Regions from separate parts of the Sus scrofa genome. Here region 1 is linked to region 2. Evidence: chromatin contacts called from public HiChIP or PLAC-seq data. All regions are on one chromosome and are shown on one strand. The core of a region is the stretch at or near the end of the contact, and the rest is flanking DNA. Distances in the headings are between cores, read along the strand shown.

What was found. HiChIP or PLAC-seq counts read pairs in DNA pulled down with a chosen protein or histone mark.
Region 1: a contact with region 2 is called in an H3K27ac HiChIP or PLAC-seq map of skeletal muscle. The contact joins the promoter of IGF2BP2 here to the enhancer-like site in region 2. A contact is called at or near these places in 1 of 5 promoter capture datasets (liver), 5 of 47 Hi-C or Micro-C datasets (adipocytes, embryonic fibroblasts, fetal heart ventricle and 2 more) and 1 of 2 datasets of contacts at active chromatin or transcription factors (skeletal muscle).

Annotation. Positions count from the first base shown.
Region 1 is chr13:123,648,649-123,653,157 of Sscrofa11.1, reverse strand. IGF2BP2 (insulin-like growth factor 2 mRNA-binding protein 2) reads left to right here and starts at 3,108. Exons shown (of 15, transcript XM_021069998.1): 1 at 3,108-3,383. The coding sequence starts at 3,206.
Region 2 is chr13:123,591,569-123,596,414 of Sscrofa11.1, reverse strand. The region is part of intron 2 of IGF2BP2 (insulin-like growth factor 2 mRNA-binding protein 2); the gene reads left to right. Among named protein-coding and RNA genes, the nearest start is that of IGF2BP2, 56 kb to the left of the region's middle. Within about 2 kb of position 3,379, at least 9 of the 83 cell types and tissues checked have an H3K27ac peak or open chromatin away from gene starts, as enhancers often do. A contact at or near this core is called in fetal skeletal muscle and skeletal muscle, where this site is marked.

The sequences.
Region 1 (4,509 bases), core at 1,859-4,358, 57 kb before region 2:
GAAAGGTTAATACACGCTTTTAAAAGTACTATGTCTAATATAAGACTTACTCCAAATTTCTGACATTGGTGAAACATTCATAAAATCTTTGCTTAGTAAGCTTAAATTAAGCTCAGATCAATCTCCATTTCATCTCTCTAGGAAAGGAGGAGGTAGGGGAACTCAGGAGAAGATAGGTAGAAAATAAAGTTTGTGAGGCAGTGGCAATGATTTCTGGTTTTGCATTTGGAGGCTGTTCCCTTCTTTAACATGTGAAAAAGCAACTCTGGCTTCTAGGATAAGGAACTGTAGTGCTACAAATCAGAGGTGTGTTGGAAACAGGTCCCTTACCACATTTACCCATCGAAACTTGTCTCTAGCACTGTATTTACAAACCACCAGCAGGACAGAAGACACAAATTACAGCAAAGACCACTTTTTTTTCAGAAAAAAAGTTTGAAAGTGACCTGGTGAAGCAGATAGAAGAGTTAACCAGAAGCCACCTCTGCCAAGAATCTTTAGATACTTGCTCCCCACTAGAGAATCCAAGCTAAAATGTTTTCAGGTCTGCAGTGAGACCAAGAAATTGACATGTCTGAAAATATCATACAACAAAGTTTTACTAAACTTTCAAAGAAGAATGAGATAATTATCCCTGTCACTCTCATTTCTCTTTTACAATGTGCAACTTTGAAATACTGGAAATAAACAAACATGCTGTCCTACAATATGGAGGTGACCAATAATTTAGTGGAATTGGTGTAAATAATTTGAAAATCATTAATTCCTAGTCTGCTGAGGTTTATACACAAACAATAGTTTTCACTTGCGATTCTCCACTGTATTTTAGTATGGAAGCATCCATACCTAACTGATCTATTAGTCTGGGGAACAATGGCAAAGTCCATTCCCAACTCCAAGAATCCAATTCCTATTCTAGAAAGAGGAAATACGTGAATATTTGAGCTAAAGCCAGAATTCAAATAACTGCAAATACCTAGGTGAGAATAAATACATTTTCTCCTCTGGACAGCAATTATTTAAGGAAATCTCCCCAAAAGGAAGTATTTTAAAGCTCATGAGTTCCTGGGGGAAAGAAAAAAAATAAGCAATAAGTGTGTGTCCACTGTGTCTCAACACACTACTCAGTTCTCCTTTGCGTATCCTGCACAACAACCAAGAGTTGGTTGCTTTATGCTCTATGGATCAAGAAACATAGGCTTAAAGATAGGGGAACACAGCTGAGATCTGAATCCTAAGCTGAAAGGCCTTTCACTGGCCAGTTTTCTAAACAAGAATCACCTGGGCGTAGTTAAGGGAAAATACAAAATCCAGGCTCACAGGGTCTGTCTTCCCCAAAGGAAGGGGTCTGGGAACGTCAATTTTTTTTTAAGAAGCTATGCTCCTTCGACCCACCTAGTCAAAGGGAGAGCTTGAGAAAGACAGTACTTCACGACCTCGCCAGACTAGAACCTGTTCCAATCCTACAGTGTGGCTACATCACCCAGAGGCCCCCAGCGCCCTCAAAAAAAAAAAAAAAAAAAAAAAAAAAAAAAAAAAAAGAAAGAAAAAAAAATTGAAATAAAAATAAAAATCCACATTTCTCCGGTCAAAGCATCATTTCGTCTAAGGCCCCCAGAAGTCCAGATCTTGGAATCATCTTCTGTCCTTTCCCCTATGAATCCTACCAATTTTTTTTTCTTTCCTGTAGAATTTCATTTCCTGGCTAGGACCAGGCTCTAACCATCAGACTTCCACCCGGGCCCCGGAACTCGCAACCGGCCTCTAGCCTGTCTGGCTCCTACCCTAGCCCCTCGGCTCGGGCTGCTCTCATCCCAACCCTGCCTCTTCCGTCGGTCACGTTGTTTCCTCCGCTTGGAAGGACCTCTTTCCTCTCCGGGCCCTTCCCAATGCTCGGGGAACTCCTACACCGCCGAAGCTCCTCCGCTTCCAGCCACCCTTGCTTCCCACCACCCCGGCTGGGGGGACTGAACCCGGCCTCGCAGCCTAACAGAGAGAGTCGGTCCTTCGGCTGCAGCCCCTGCTCCCTCCCCGCCACCTGGCTTCGCAGCGGCGGCTCGGGAAGCCCTCGGCACTTCCCAGAATAGAGAGCAGCTGCCAACGTCAGGCTGCCGCCGGCCGCGGGATTCCGGACGCACGGGATGCGGGCGGAGGGGACGTGGCCCCACTCCGGCCTTCTGTCTCCCCTCGCGGGCTGGGAAACTGAGGCCCAGGACCGGAACAATTTCCCCGGGGTGCAAGGTCCGTGAGGGCCCGGCCAGTCCCGGGCCCCAAACCTCCCAACTCTCGTCCGCGCTCCCTCGACCACACGCGCCGCCGGGTCGCCCCGAAGAGCGGGGCGGGGAGCGGGTCTCCGAGCAAGCGCTCCGCCCGGGAACGCGCAGGGCGCAGGACTCGGCCAACTCGTCGCGAAAGTTGTGGTCTCCCCGCCTGCCCTCGCTTCTCACCTCTGAGACACACCTTCCCGCCGGCCCGGCAGCCGCGCCCTCACATCCGGTCCACCTTGCGCACACCCCTTTCCACGCTCTCGCACAGCCCCTCGCCCTCCCACGCCTGCGGCTCCCAGCCGCTCCCCCTCACGCACTCCCACCCGCGCCCGGGGCGCGCCTTCCCCGCCCCGCCGCTCTCCCGGCCTCCGCGCCGCGCCCGCCCGAGGTTCTGGCGCCCGGGAGCCCCAGCCCCGGGCCGCGACCCGCTTCCGCCTGCCCGGCGCGGGGCTGAAGCCTGGGTAGCCGCGCGGAGCGCTAGGAGCGCGGGGGGCGCGAGGCGAGGGGCGCAGCGGCGCGGGGCGGGGAGGGGGCGCTCGCTCGCTCACTCTCGGCTGCGCACACGCCCGTACAAACTCTCACACAGACACACGCGGGGTGCGCTGCCGCCGCCCGCCGCTGCTCCTCCTCCCGCCACCGCCTTGAGAGGGAGAGAGAGGGAGGCAGAGAGAGCGCTTTGTCCGCGCGCCGCCGCCCGGCCCGGGACTCTGCCCCGAGGAGGCAGCCGCGCCGAGTCCCCGCCTCCGCCTCTGCCCCCGGGCGGGCCGGGCCGGCCGCGGTGGGGGAGCCAGGCTGAGGGTGAGGGTGGGGGTGGGTGGCGGGCGGGCGGAGGGCGGGGAGGGGGGCGGAGGAGGAGGAGGGGAGACGAGGGCAGCGGAGGAGGCGAGGAGCGCCGGGTACCGGGCCGGGGGAGCCGCGGGCTCTCGGAGAAGAGACGGATGATGAACAAGCTTTACATCGGGAACCTGAGTCCCGCCGTCACCGCCGACGACCTCCGGCAGCTCTTCGGGGACAGGAAGCTGCCCCTGGCGGGACAGGTCTTGCTCAAGTCCGGCTACGCCTTCGTGGACTACCCCGACCAGAACTGGGCCATCCGCGCCATCGAGACCCTCTCGGGTGAGCAGTCGGCTCTGTCCCCCTCCCCCCCTTCGCCCTGCTCAGGCCAGGACGGCGTCCGGAGGGAGGCCGAGCCCTGCGGGCGGCGCCCGGCGGGGGCTCCAGCGCCGGCACGTTCACTTCCACGCACCAGACCTTCAACTCTCACCGCCGGCCCGCTCCTGGGACGGCCCGCTCCCCTCCCCCCCTAGTTCGGGATTCACCCTTTGCCCTCCCAGCCTCAGTCCTGGGGGTACCCCCGTGCTGCCTCGAGGGTCCTCGAGGCTCGCTCGCTCTCTGGGGGCACCCCTCGTTCCTCTGGCTCCCCAAGCTCTCTCCAGAGTTCCCCCGCCCCCATCCTTAGAGAGCCCCCGTCCCCTCTTTTTCCCTGACCTTCTCGTCACCCCTTTTGTGAGGGACCCCCCCCCCAATTCCTGCATCTCCTGTCCCTTGACCAGACCTTACCCCTTCCCGTGCCTCGTGCCCAGGACCTCTCGCCCTCTGGCGTTCCCTGAACCGCACTCTCCTTTCGAGCCCCCTCCCCAGCTCGCCCCGCAGTCCCCCACTTTGGGCACCCCCTCGGCCCCACACAGATGATCCCCTCTTAGGTTTCGGGGCTCCCCCAACCCCAGCCCCTGTACGACGGCACATCTCTCTCGGTCCTCTCCCGAACCTCAGTCCCCTCTCGCTCGTCTCTCAAGCGCTCCTATTTTTCTCTGAATTTTTTGTCCGATTTTATTGAGAAGAATTCGGAGCTGGGGGCTTTCCGCCGCCTGTCCCCCCGCCTCCCGCTCGGCCAGAAGCACCTTTTTACGAGGTGCCCTGTCTCAACTCGGTGGGGGCCCGGGCTGAGAACCGAGAAAGAGGCGACCGGGGGGCCCGCGAGAGCGCTGGAGCCCAGACGGGAGACGGAGAGCGACACACACACACTCGCGCGCGCGCGCACTCACCAACTCTCCCTCTCGCACACGCACCGCTCGGAGCCGCGCTCGCCCCCAGGCCACGAGCCTGCGCCCCCGGAACCCCAGCCGGGCCGGAGCCCCTTCCCCACCGGCGCGCCGAGTGGGGGCGGGGCGGCGGCAAGGCCAAGGTGACCAGAAGCCGGCTGGGACCCGGCTCTCGCGGAAGCGGACCTCGGGGGGCTTCG
Region 2 (4,846 bases), core at 2,130-4,629:
CAATTGATTAGTATTTTCCCCAAAGTGTATTACCCTCCTGGTGAGGAATTATATTTAAAAATGGTTCACTGGTCCAATAAGTTTTTCTAATATTGCATACTTGTCCCTTTCTGGGAGATTTATGAAGCATACATGCGTATTAAGGCTCTGAGAAGTTCTGCAGTAAATAAATCTGTTTAACTTGGTGTGTTCTGATTTTATTTATTTAATCACAGGATCCTTATTTAATCACAGGATCCTTTTTTAAGAGTTATGTCTGGAAATAACTTATGGAAATAGGATTGAATTTTGGAAATTGATAATGATGGCGAAGATGGAAGTTATTCCAGAAGCTTTTAGGACTCACTATAGTATTATAAGAATTTCTTCTGAACTTAAGTTGTATTGGTTCATGATCTTTGTTCTGGAAAATAGAACCCGCAGTAGCTTGATTAAACAGAAAAGATTGTATTGAGGTATGTAAATAGAGCATAGAATTGTTGGAAAACTGACGAAACAGGCTCTAGATTGAGCTTCCAGGAATTTCCCTGAACTGGTCTGCCAGGGGAGCTGCTTCTTCTGCCACCATCAGGATGCTTCTGTCAGAGTTGCCTCCGTCAAGATGGGAGACTGCTGGGTCCACATTCATGTGTCTCTAGCCTCGCAGGAAGTAGGGCCAGGAAGTGTAGTGTTTGGGATCCTATTTTAGAAAGGAAGGATTTTACACTATGGTGAACTCTCAGATATGGAGAGAATGTTTAAAAATTGGTTAGTCACCATTGGTGAATGTCCAGGAGACGTGTAAGGTGAAGACCTCTGGATGTAGGTCAGAGAACTGGAGTCTAGCCCTCACCTAGCCACTTAGCAGCAGCATGACCTTAGGTAAGTTCACTTTCAAATTTGTTTTCTCATCTCTAGAGAAGAGATAATAACTCCTGCTTATCCAACTCAAAGGCCTGGAGAAAAACTATAAAGTATGAAGTAAGTGAAAGGTATTTTTCACACCCTAGATATGTTTCTAAATCAGCGGTTAGCAAACTTTTTATGAAAGGGGCAAGGTAGTATATATTTTTGGCTTTGTAGGCCGTGTCTTCTTTATACCTGCTTACCCTGCAAAAGCAGCCACAGGCGATATGTACGTGAATGAAATGGCTGTATTCCAATAATATGTTATTTATGGACCGAAATTTTAATTTCATATAATTTTCACATCATAGAATAATATTCTTCTTTTGATTTTTTTTTCAACCATTTAAAAAGTGAAAGACATCCTTAGCATACAGGCTGTACAAAAACAGGTGGCAGGCTGGATTTGGCCTATGAGCCATAATTTGCTACTCTTGTTCTAGGATTTTATACTTAAAATACTTGAATATGTAGAGTTTTGGGGTTTTTTTGGTCTTAATGTAGTAGTAAATAAATATGGGCTTTCTCTGATGATATTGTCTAAATAGAGCATGTGCTATCTTTATCACTCTTCAGGCTGGACTTGATAGTAGCTTTCTCAGGTGTTGATAGTGGAATTAAGTCGGTTGAGTGGGTACATATGGAAACATGAGATGCATTTAGGGGAGAGCATTGTAAAGGGTGAGTTTGCTATCCAGCCGTTAGGTTCTTAGCACCTCTGCGTTTCTTCCTTCTCGTTCTATGCCTTTGGTTTGGAGAAAGGCATGGGACAGTCAGGTCCTTCTTTTATAGGAAAAGCTAAGGCTGCCATTCCCCTTCCATGCCACAGTCCATGTTCCTCAAACCCATCGCATAACCTCCTATGGGATGTTCCTATGAGTTTATAGGTTTGCTGCCTCGTGGACAGGAAGTTACCCCCTAAAACCTTGTTGTCATTGTAGGCTCGTTGTTTCTATTGGAAAACCCCAAACAAAATCCCTTGTTCTCAAGCCCCATAGAATTTCCTTCAGTCAAATGAAAGCGTGAGATCAGTTTTAAGTAAATCAACTGAGGCAAAAATATGAACTGTACAGCAGTTACAGCAGTATGCTTCTGAACCAACTTGGTTTAGAATTCTTTGGTCATCCAGGCACTTCTCCATGCTTTCTTTCATTTCTATTGACCCTTCTCGGTTTTTCTTTTTTCCTTCTAGGTGTGGGCAGAGGGTAGCAGATGGTGTAGATTCATTGATTGCTAGAAAATGGAGAGGAGCAAGATGGGGGGTGGCAAGAAGGGAAGGTGAGGGGTGCAGAGATGGGGGGCAGGAAGGAAAAGGAGCTGTCAGTGATGGAGGAGGGGAGATGGTGTGTCTGTCTTTCTGGGTGCTCCTGCCACCTGTGAATTAGGCAAGGCTGTGGTCACCTTTGGAGGACAGTGCCTGTCATGAGTATATGTGTGTTCATATGAGCTTCACTTTCTTGGCTGCTGCCATATAGACTAACTCTTGAGTTTACTGATTCAAAGAAACTATATTTAAGTTTGCTTTGCCTGTATCCCTTTTATTTGGGCTTTACTAAATATAGCTGGATGGGAAGGAGCGAGGAAGAAAACTGTGTGTAGAGCAGAAGTTAAAACACCCAGAGCTTTGGCAGCTTTGGGACAGAAAAATAAAACTTTAAACCTGCTTTCTATTTTGAGGCCATCACAAGATGTTTTGTGCTTACGTTCATTTCTAAGTCATAAACAAGGGTAGGAGGGGCTGGGAATTAAATAAGTTATCTCTTGAAAAATATTAATTTGAAATTGAGTTAAAATTAGCAAAGGGAAGAAGGGGAGGAATAAAACATTGGACTCGGCCTCTGGAAGCAAAATAATAAACACCTCGTGGGGGCAGGAGAGGGAGGCATGCAAATTTCCTCCCAGTTTTTGGCCTCTGCTCTGCACAGAGCCCCATTGTCTCAAGTAGGGGGCAAGGCTGAGAGCTGAGAACTGACTTGGCAAGTAAAGCCTGTCAGTGAATTTTGACACAGGTCAACCTCTTCTTGAGGCTGTGATCTCAGAGTCAACATGAATTCTGGCTAATAGGCAGTAATTGTCATACCATGAGCTGTTTTATCGTAATATGATTATCACACACTAGATGTGGTAATCACCTATTTTTAGGCATTTCCCTACTGGGAGTCGTGCAAGATGAGGATGGTCTCTAGGAAAGCTTTTCTCCCGCCTTCCTGAGATAAGACCTCGCTTCCTGGAAGCCTGCTGGTGCTTTGCAGAACATTCTCTCTGGCCCCACTGAGGTCTTTCTGGCTTTGCTGAATACTGTTAGGGATCCTCACCCCTAGGCTTTATTTAGCCTTGGGCTTCCCCTCCAGGTGCCACTTGCCCCTTAGGATGTATTTGTGGGTCTACCCTAAATAGCCAGATTCTTTCCTGACTTGTGCAGGTACAGGCATATAAGCAGAGAAGCTGCATATGTGTGTGTGAGAGAGAGGAAGCTGCAGCTGTTATTCCATTCCCAGAAAGTGCATTTTGTACACAGGCCACCTTGTAACCTAGCCTCCCTAAAGCATAGCCCTGCTGATGTCATATTCCTGCTCAAAAATCTTCCATAATTATATACATAGGGAAAAGATGGAAAGGAAATATGCCAAAATATTAACAATGGTTTTCTTCTTGGTGATTTTTATTTGCTTTGTGGTTTTTAGTCTTTGCTAGCTATTTTTACAATAAACGTATAATGTTTTTTGAGAAAATATTTTTTATAATGATAAAAATTACCATTTAAAAACCTTCCATGGCTCCCAATTGCTGATTTTAAGTACCCCCACCCCAGCATTCAAAGGTTTTGCAATATCGTTCCAATTTCTCCAGCCTTCCCTCCTCCTCTTTCTGCCCTACACTCCAAGTTATAGCAAACAGACTACTCACGTTACCAAATGCGCTTGGAGCTTTGCCTTTCTTATGCCCTTCTCTGCCTATCAATTTTCCATTCTTCAAACTGATTTCGTCTTCTTTAGAGACTGTTTTTCATCACGTGCTCTTGTAAAAGACTTAGAAAAAAACTGAAAAACACAAGTAACAAAATCCTTAGTGAACTTCCTAGAGGTAACTTCTATTAACATTTTGATATACGTATTTCAGAAATACTTTTGAATTCTACAGCTAAGTGTGATCTAGCGTATCTTGGATGTCTGTTATAAACTTTATATTCTAACGTGTGTTGTTATTCACGCCTGTATTACCTCCCTTCTAAGTTCCTTGGTTACAGATACAGCTACAAGAGTGACTTTTTTTTAATCTTTGCAGCCTCCACAGGCTCTGAGCGTAGTGACTGACAGAATAAGCAGTCCGGAATCACCTAATATATCAAATGAGGGGGATAAACACAAGCATGTAGCTTAAGTAGATGACATAGTAACAAACACAAACTGATGGTTACATTATGAATATAATGCTGAATATATCCATAAATATTAGGTTGCTTTAATATACAAAAGTTTTAATATTGGAGGTGTATCTGGAATGATTAAATGACTAGGGTCCTATTCAAGTGGGATCATTTTTGTATATTACATGGAGGACATTCAGCCTTGAAGGAAGGACAAACTTACTTTATTGTTTAGACCATTGACTATCTGTATAGACCATTAACTGTCAGCCCTGGCCCGTGTTGGAATAGCTGGGGAACTTTTTAAAAATACAAATGCCTTGGCTCTATCTTAGCTCATTTAAATTACAGTCTTGGTGGGAAGGAGGCTTAGCCGTTTGACTGGCCACCCAGGTGATTCTAATGTGCATCCAGGATTGAGAACCACAATCTAGGCAAAGAAATCTTCCTTTGAAAAAGTAAATGTCGAGTTCCTGTTGTGGCGCAGCAGAAATGAATCCGACTGGGAACCAGTTGTGGGTTCTATCTCTGGCCTTGCTCAGTGGGTTAAGGATCCAGCATTGCCGTGAGCCGTGGTGTAGATCGAAGACGAGG